Linked DNA regions of Sus scrofa: region 1 is linked to region 2. The links are chromatin contacts, called in public HiChIP or PLAC-seq maps. All regions are on one chromosome and are shown on one strand. The core of a region is the stretch at or near the end of the contact, and the rest is flanking DNA. Distances in the headings are between cores, read along the strand shown. Region 1 holds the start of ZC3H10 (zinc finger CCCH domain-containing protein 10). Region 2 has its middle 14 kb from the start of ERBB3.

Evidence for each region. HiChIP or PLAC-seq counts read pairs in DNA pulled down with a chosen protein or histone mark.
Region 1: a contact with region 2 is called in an H3K27ac HiChIP or PLAC-seq map of alveolar macrophages. The contact joins the promoter of ZC3H10 here to the enhancer-like site in region 2. A contact is called at or near these places in 2 of 5 promoter capture datasets (fetal skeletal muscle and liver), 16 of 47 Hi-C or Micro-C datasets (adipose tissue, alveolar macrophages, blood and 10 more) and 2 of 2 datasets of contacts at active chromatin or transcription factors (alveolar macrophages and skeletal muscle).

The regions. Positions count from the first base shown.
Region 1 is chr5:21,505,114-21,508,519 of Sscrofa11.1, forward strand. It overlaps ZC3H10 (zinc finger CCCH domain-containing protein 10), which reads left to right and starts at 1,397. Exons shown (of 6, transcript XM_003126269.6): 1 at 1,397-1,503; 2 at 1,617-1,641; 3 at 2,035-2,057; 4 at 2,327-3,174.
Region 2 is chr5:21,458,345-21,461,830 of Sscrofa11.1, forward strand. No RefSeq gene overlaps it. Among named protein-coding and RNA genes, the nearest start is that of ERBB3, 14 kb to the right of the region's middle. Within about 2 kb of position 2,092, at least 7 of the 83 cell types and tissues checked have an H3K27ac peak or open chromatin away from gene starts, as enhancers often do. A contact at or near this core is called in alveolar macrophages, where this site is marked.

The DNA.
Region 1 (3,406 bases), core at 147-2,646, 46 kb after region 2:
CCACTTCTTGGGCGGCTCCTGCAGCATACGGAGGTTCCAAGGCTAGGGGTCTAATCGGAGCTGTAGCTGCCAGCCTACGCCAGAGCCACAGCAACGCAGGATCCGAGCTGCGTCTGCGACCTACACCACAGCTCACAGCAACGCCGGATCGTTAACCCACTGAGCAAGGGCAGGGACCGAACCCGCAACCTCATGGTTCCTACTCGGATTCGTTAACCACTGCGCCACGACAGGAACTCCCGCTGTTGGATTCTTAACCCACTGCACTGGGGCAGGAACTCTTAGGGTTTTTATTTTTGTTTTCAAAAACTTATTCCATTCTAGGAGCTCCCCTGGTGGTGCAGTGGGTTAAGGATCTGGCGTTGTCACTGCAGTGGCTCAGGTCGCTGCTGTGGCCTGCCTGGCCTAGGAACTTCAACTTTTGCATGCAGTGGGCGGGGCCAAAAAACCAAAAACTTACATTCTGATGGAGATAATACTAAAACCACCTAAGCACTTGGAACAAGGGTCCTAAATTTAGATATTTTTTTTTCCAGAGCTAAAAAGGGGAAAGGTTATAAAAGGAAACCACTAAAAAAAAAGGATTATAATAAGCCTTTACTGTATTTTACAGTGAATAAGGCGAAGTCTGCATGATTAAAGGTTCCCTTTCATCCTAACTCAAGTTTCCTGTAACCAAATCTTTGGGAGTCTTTTTCTGGGTGCTTCTGACCCAATCATACGAGGAGACTGGCAAGTTATCTTACCATCAAATACCATTCTTGTCCTAAAGAAATGTCTAGCCGATCCTAGCTAGCTTCCCTTCTGTTCTTTGATTTGATCTTCACGTTGTGTAGAGGGAGAATCACTTAAGTATATTCTAAGCCAGATGCTTTGTGGCCAGGAATCTAGTGACATTCTGCCTCAGGCGTTGGAGTTGGCTAGAAAAAGAGTTGATCTATCTTAAATAGTGCCAAAGGTCTCTGTAGTATGACAAGCTTTCTCGACTCCCCACTTTACATCCTTCCACGTTCTGGAATCTTAGAACCTTTGGAAGTTCCGAAATAGAATCTCCCTGCAGCAACTTAGGTTCAGAACATAAGGCAAACCAGTTTTTGTAAACTCTGCATCTATCCACAGTAAAATGGAGGGTGTCGCCGGGAAACTGCAACTCCCATGAAGCAATGAGAGGGAAGACGGAAGTCACTAACCTACGCTTTTCTGCACTTCTGGGTCTCTTACTGGAAATACATGCTCATATTTAAATAATATAGTATCCTTATAATAAAACCTGGGGAAGGGAAATTTTGTAACTCACACTCAAAATAGTCTATTTTCCAAGAGAACTGTCCCAACTCAAACACTTACCACGAACCCAAAGGGCCAAAAGCTATTGTTATTACCCTCCCGCAGCCCCGCCCCTGGGGGCAGGGCGAGACCACGGAAGTGACGACACCGAGCATTGCATTAAATATCCGTAGGCGGGCCCCTAGCGCTCTCTCGGCCTTAGCGCCATCTTCTGAGGTGAGTCTCGGTTTGGGCTCTCTCCGGTTCCGAGTACAATCCGTAAACATCTGATCTCTGCGATTGCCATCATTACAGCGAACTAACTGTAGACTTTTTTTCTTTACCCGTAGAAACCTCCGCGCCATGAGAGCGAAGGTAAGCAGTCCCCGTTAGTGAGCTGAGGCTCTAAGAATTGGCAGTTGCAGGGGAGACCCAGGCAAGGGAAGTCCGCCATCGTTCTCGGATCGCTAGGTTCTCAAGGGTGCCCAAGAGCTGGTGGGACAGGGAGGATAGTTTGGGGAGAAGCAGAAGCTGGGAGTTAAGTGGGGGTGGAGAGCGGGAATAGGATAGCGCATGCGGGATTGGGGTTTTACAGCGGGGATCCGGGTGGGAGTCCAAGTTGTTGATGTGATTACTGCGACTAAGTCCTCCTAAGTGGTTAAACCTGTCTGGTTAAAAATTACACTATTTATATTCCTCCCTAAACTCGTTGCTACAACTAATGATATCTCGTTTTATTCTCTGCTTCTGGTTGTGATCGGTTGACAGTGGAGGAAGAAGCGAATGCGCAGGTATGCTGAGACTGCAAGTACAGGGTGGGGGAACTGGAGCACACCTTGGGCGAAGCTTGGGAGGAACATTTGGTTTAGAAATCTAAACAGCTTAAGATGAAAAACATGAGCATTGACTTGGCAAAACCAGGGATTGGACACAAGAGGATAGAACCGTAGTGTTCGTTGATTTTTTTTACCCACCCCTTGTATGGTATGCACATTTTAGATGGGAGGGAAAGAAGATTGGGTTTGTGGGCAGGAGGTGCATTCTCGTGTCTGGTTTTCAGGCTGAAGCGCAAAAGAAGAAAGATGAGGCAGAGGTCCAAGTAAACTTGTACACCGTGGAAGCCACAGGAGCAGAAACGAAATCCCAGAGGCCAGGGACGTTGGTACAATTTGTTGGACTGCATGCCTTCTGTCTAGAACTTGTCTCAATGGATCTATAACAACTTTTCGCCGTTCTGATCGCCTGGACCACTCTGAGACCCACCTTGCTCATATCAAAATGGTCCCTTTTGGTTTTTTGCCCTGGACCTGTGACTTTCTGGACTAGTTCTGTTCTCAGTTGTGGCTGAATGTAACACGTGTACAATAAATTATCTGCTGTTTTAGCTGAAGAAAAAAAGTCATCTTGTCTGTTGATGTGGTTTTTATGGTTCATTGGCTGGGGTGTTCTGTATGAGTACTCGCTTTAGAGAATATCTACACTGAGTCGGGGGTGCGGGCCCCGCCCCTGGCCGACTGGTTCTGGACCCTGGGAGTTGCTGGAGTGTTGGGTGGCTCTTATTTCCTGGAAAGGGCGTTACACACGTCAGGGACCGCTTTCAAGTTGATTTCGCCGGCGTGTGGGCAAACAGTTCCGCTCATCGTCCGAAAGGGCTACATTTGCTACGTCCCGCGCTTGGGGCTCTTTGCTGTGCTGTTGGGTCCGGTTGCCATGGTGACACGCAAAGCCTGCTGGGAACTTCCTGCGGCTAATCGCGCAAGTGCTTCGTGAGCCATAGAGTATAGTTCCGGGTCTGGCGGCTAGAGCGTCATTTCTTCCGCAGGAAGCGGAAGGGCGATAGGGTAGGCGGCTCTTTGTCGAAGCTAGAGGACCGGCAGGCGGCAGCAGCAACTACGGCGGCGGCGGCAGGTGAGGGAGGCGGGAGACTTAGGTGGAGGCCGCGCCCGGAGGGGAGGAGTCGGGGCCGGCCCAGCGGCTGGGCTCGGCCGGGCTACACAAGGCCCCCCAGGACTGAGTTTCCTCTGCCTCACGTCCTAGGGCTGAACCCCTTTTCTGACTGACCCCGCTTTGCGAGCAAACGCCAGCTCCGTGACGTCACAGCCCTGCCCATCCCCTCAGCCTCATGTCACCTGGAGTCCCC
Region 2 (3,486 bases), core at 842-3,341:
TTCCTTGTCCTATGAATTTTCTGTAAATTGGTGTTGGATTGAAAGGCTGATCAGATTCATATTTGATTTTTTTCTAAAACTCCCTAGATGATGATCTGTTCTTCCATCAGGAGCTGTATAATATCTGGTCATTGCTTTTTTGAGGTGTTACAACTATTATCGCTCGAAGCTTAAATCCATACATCCATTAGGAGTTGCAAAATGGTGATATTCTAATTCTTATCCTGTCTTCCTTTATTAGTTGGCATATTCTTTTTTTTTTTCATGGATGAGAAAAATATTCCATCTCCAAAATTAGTCTAACAGAATCGAGGGTGCTGTATGTCTTCCCCCAAGGCTTTATAATATATTTAGAACAGTCTGGGGGCTGTGGGTGCACCCCCAACTCCCAGTGGTGGCGGGATATTTACACAGAGCTGGGTGGTGTTGGTTGTGCCAAGCCTCTCCCTGCAGCTAAGGGACTGGGAGCACTGACAGGGAAGTGTGGCCCCACAGCCCCTAGGGGTGGGCACCTGCCCTGTCCCTCAGCTGTCTGGAACGTGACCCAGAGGCACTGACATGGGGTTGTGACCCCACACCCAAGAGGGAGCAGACTGTACAGCAGTGAGCAGGGGGCTGCCCACTCCCAGGGCAAGCAGGGGACTCAGGGCAAAAGAACCTGAGTGAGGAGGAGAGGAACCTCAGGGAAGGCCCTGCAGCCTCATTCACTTGGCAGGGAACCCCAAGTGACTGCAGAATGCCACCCCTCACCCACCCTACCCCCACCTGGATGCCCAGCTCCTTCAGGCCAGGGAGAAGCCCAAGGCACTTGTCAGAACAGCAGGTGGGGCACTTGGAGCTACTCCAGGTGGCTGGAGTAAAAAAGTGCCCTCCTGGAGGTGTGGGTGAGGCCCTTGGAGCACAGGCACAGGCTGGCAGGCAGGAGCTCTCTCCAGGCCCTGGTCAGCTCTGACTGGCAGCAGGTGGGAAGAGAGGGGACCTGGCATATTCTTATCATGAGAAAACTCCCCTCAGTGGGTTACTCTGATGCATGGTTCATATAGGAAAGGCAGAATAAAAAAATAAAAAATAAAATAAAGGAGTTCCCATTGTGGCTCAGTGGTTAATGAATCCGACTAGGAACCATGGGGTTGCGGGTTCAATCCCTGGCCTCGCTCAGTGGGTTGAGGACCCAGCGTTTCCATGAGCTATGGTGTAGGTCGCAGACATGGCTTGGATCCGGCGTTGCTGTGGCCCTGGCATAGGCCAGCAGCTGTAGCTCTGATTGGACCCCTAGCCTGGGAACCTCCATAATGCCAAAAGACAAAAAAAAAAAAAAAAAAAAGCAAATGCAAAATAAATGTTTGAAACTTTATCAAGTGTTTTCGAAATAATGGGTTTGTTCCCTATTATCTTCCACTGATGACTAATTTATATTTCTTGAAGGAACATTATGAACTCATGGTTTAATTCTGTTTAATGTGCCCCAATCCATGGTGGTTATTACCTTAATGACACAGGGATGGTTACCTTGGGATTCTATTCAGGTTTGGCTCTTCAATTCTTCTCATAGAAACTTGGTAATCTTTGATAGTTTCTCCAGTTCTCTCTTCAATCCACCATAAATCAGGTTGAATTCCCACCCCTTGAGAAAAATTTGTCTTGTTAAAGTCATCAAAAGAAACAAACAAACAAGGAAGTTCCCGTGGAGGCCCAGTGGAAACGAATCCAACTAGGAACCATGGGGCTGCGGGTTTGATCCCTGGCCTCACTCAGTGGGTTAAGGGTCTGGTGTTGCCGAGAACTGTGGTGTAGGTCGCAGACTTGGCTTGGATCCTACATTGATGTGGCTCTGGCGTAGGCTGGTGGCTATAGCTCCGATTATATCCCTAGCCTGGGAACCTCCATTTGCCGTGGGTGCGGCCCTAAAAAGACAAAAAGACAAAAAAAAAAAAAAATTAAAAGCCTCCATATGTGATCAAATCCCTGGCCGTTTTGTTTTGTTTTGTTTTGTTTTTGCTTTTTAGGGCCACACTCTAGGGAGCTCCCAGGCTAGGGGTTGAATCAGAGCTGCAGCTGCTGCCCTATGCCCCAGCTCATAGCAACGCCAGATCCTTGACACGCTGAGGGAGGCCAGGGAACAACCCACTTCCTCATGGATACTGGTTGGGCTTATTACTGCTGAGCCACAACAGGAATTTCCCCTGGCCAGTTCTTTTTTTTTTTTTTTTTAAATTGCCTTTTTAGGGCCACACCCACAGCATATGGAGGTTTCCCAGGCTAGGGGTTGAATCAGAGCTGTAGCCATTAGGCTACACCACAGCCACAATGACGTCAGATCTGAGCCGCTTCTGCAACCTGCACCACAGCTCACGGCAACATTGGATCCTTAATCCACTGAGCAAGGCCAGGGATCAAACCCACGTCCTCATGGATGTTAGTCAGATTCCTTAACCATTGAGCCACTATGGGAACTCTGAAATCTACCAAACATTTAAAAAACTGACACAAGGCGTTCCCGTCTAGTGGCCTAGCAGTTAAGGATCTGGTGTTGTCACTGCTGTGGCTTGGGTTCTATCCCTGGCTCAGGAACTTCTGTATGCCATAGGCACAGTCAAAAAAGAAAAAAAAAAAGCTGTTATCAGTCCTTCTCAAACTCTTAAGAAGAGAAGGAAGGAATAGGAGAGAGAAAAATGCCTAACTCATTCTATGGGGCCAACATTACCCCAATACAAAAATCAGGGAGTTCTGTTGTGGCTCAGCAGTAACAAACTTGATGAGTATCCATGAGGCTATGGGTTCAATCCCTGGCTTCGTTCAGTGGGTTAAGGTTCTGGCGTGGCTGTGGCATAGGCAGGTGGCTACAGCTCCAATCTGACCCCTAGCCTGGGAACTCCCATATCCCGCTGGTGTGGCCCTGAAAGACAAAATAAATAGATAAATAAATACAATTTTTAAAAAGTTTTAAAAAGACAGGAAAAGAAATTCACAAGAAAAAAAATTAATGATCAGTGTCATTCAGTGTATTAATAGTGCTGTGCAACCACCACCTCTAAAACATTTTAATCACCCTCAAATCAAATGCCATATCCATTAGGCAGTTACTCCCTGTACCCTCCTATCCCTCTCCTTGGCAACCCCAGTCCTTCTGTTTTTATGCATTTTCCTATTCTGGATAATTTATATAAATAGGATCAAACAGGAATTCCTGCTGTGGCACCGTGGGTTAATGATCTGGCTTGTCCCAGGCCCGGCGAGGTAGGTTAAGGATCCAGCATTGTTGCAGCTCTCGCATAGGTCACAGCCGTTTGTATGACTGAAAGAGGATAAAAAAGGTGTGTGGAGGAGAAATCAAACAATATGAGGGAGTTCCCGTCGTGGTGCAGTGGAAATGAATATGACTAGGAACCATGAGGTTGTGGGTTCGATCCCTGGCCTCACTCAGTGGGCTAAGGATCCGGCGTTGCCATGAGCTGTGGTGTAGGTCGCAGACGCAGCTCAGATCTG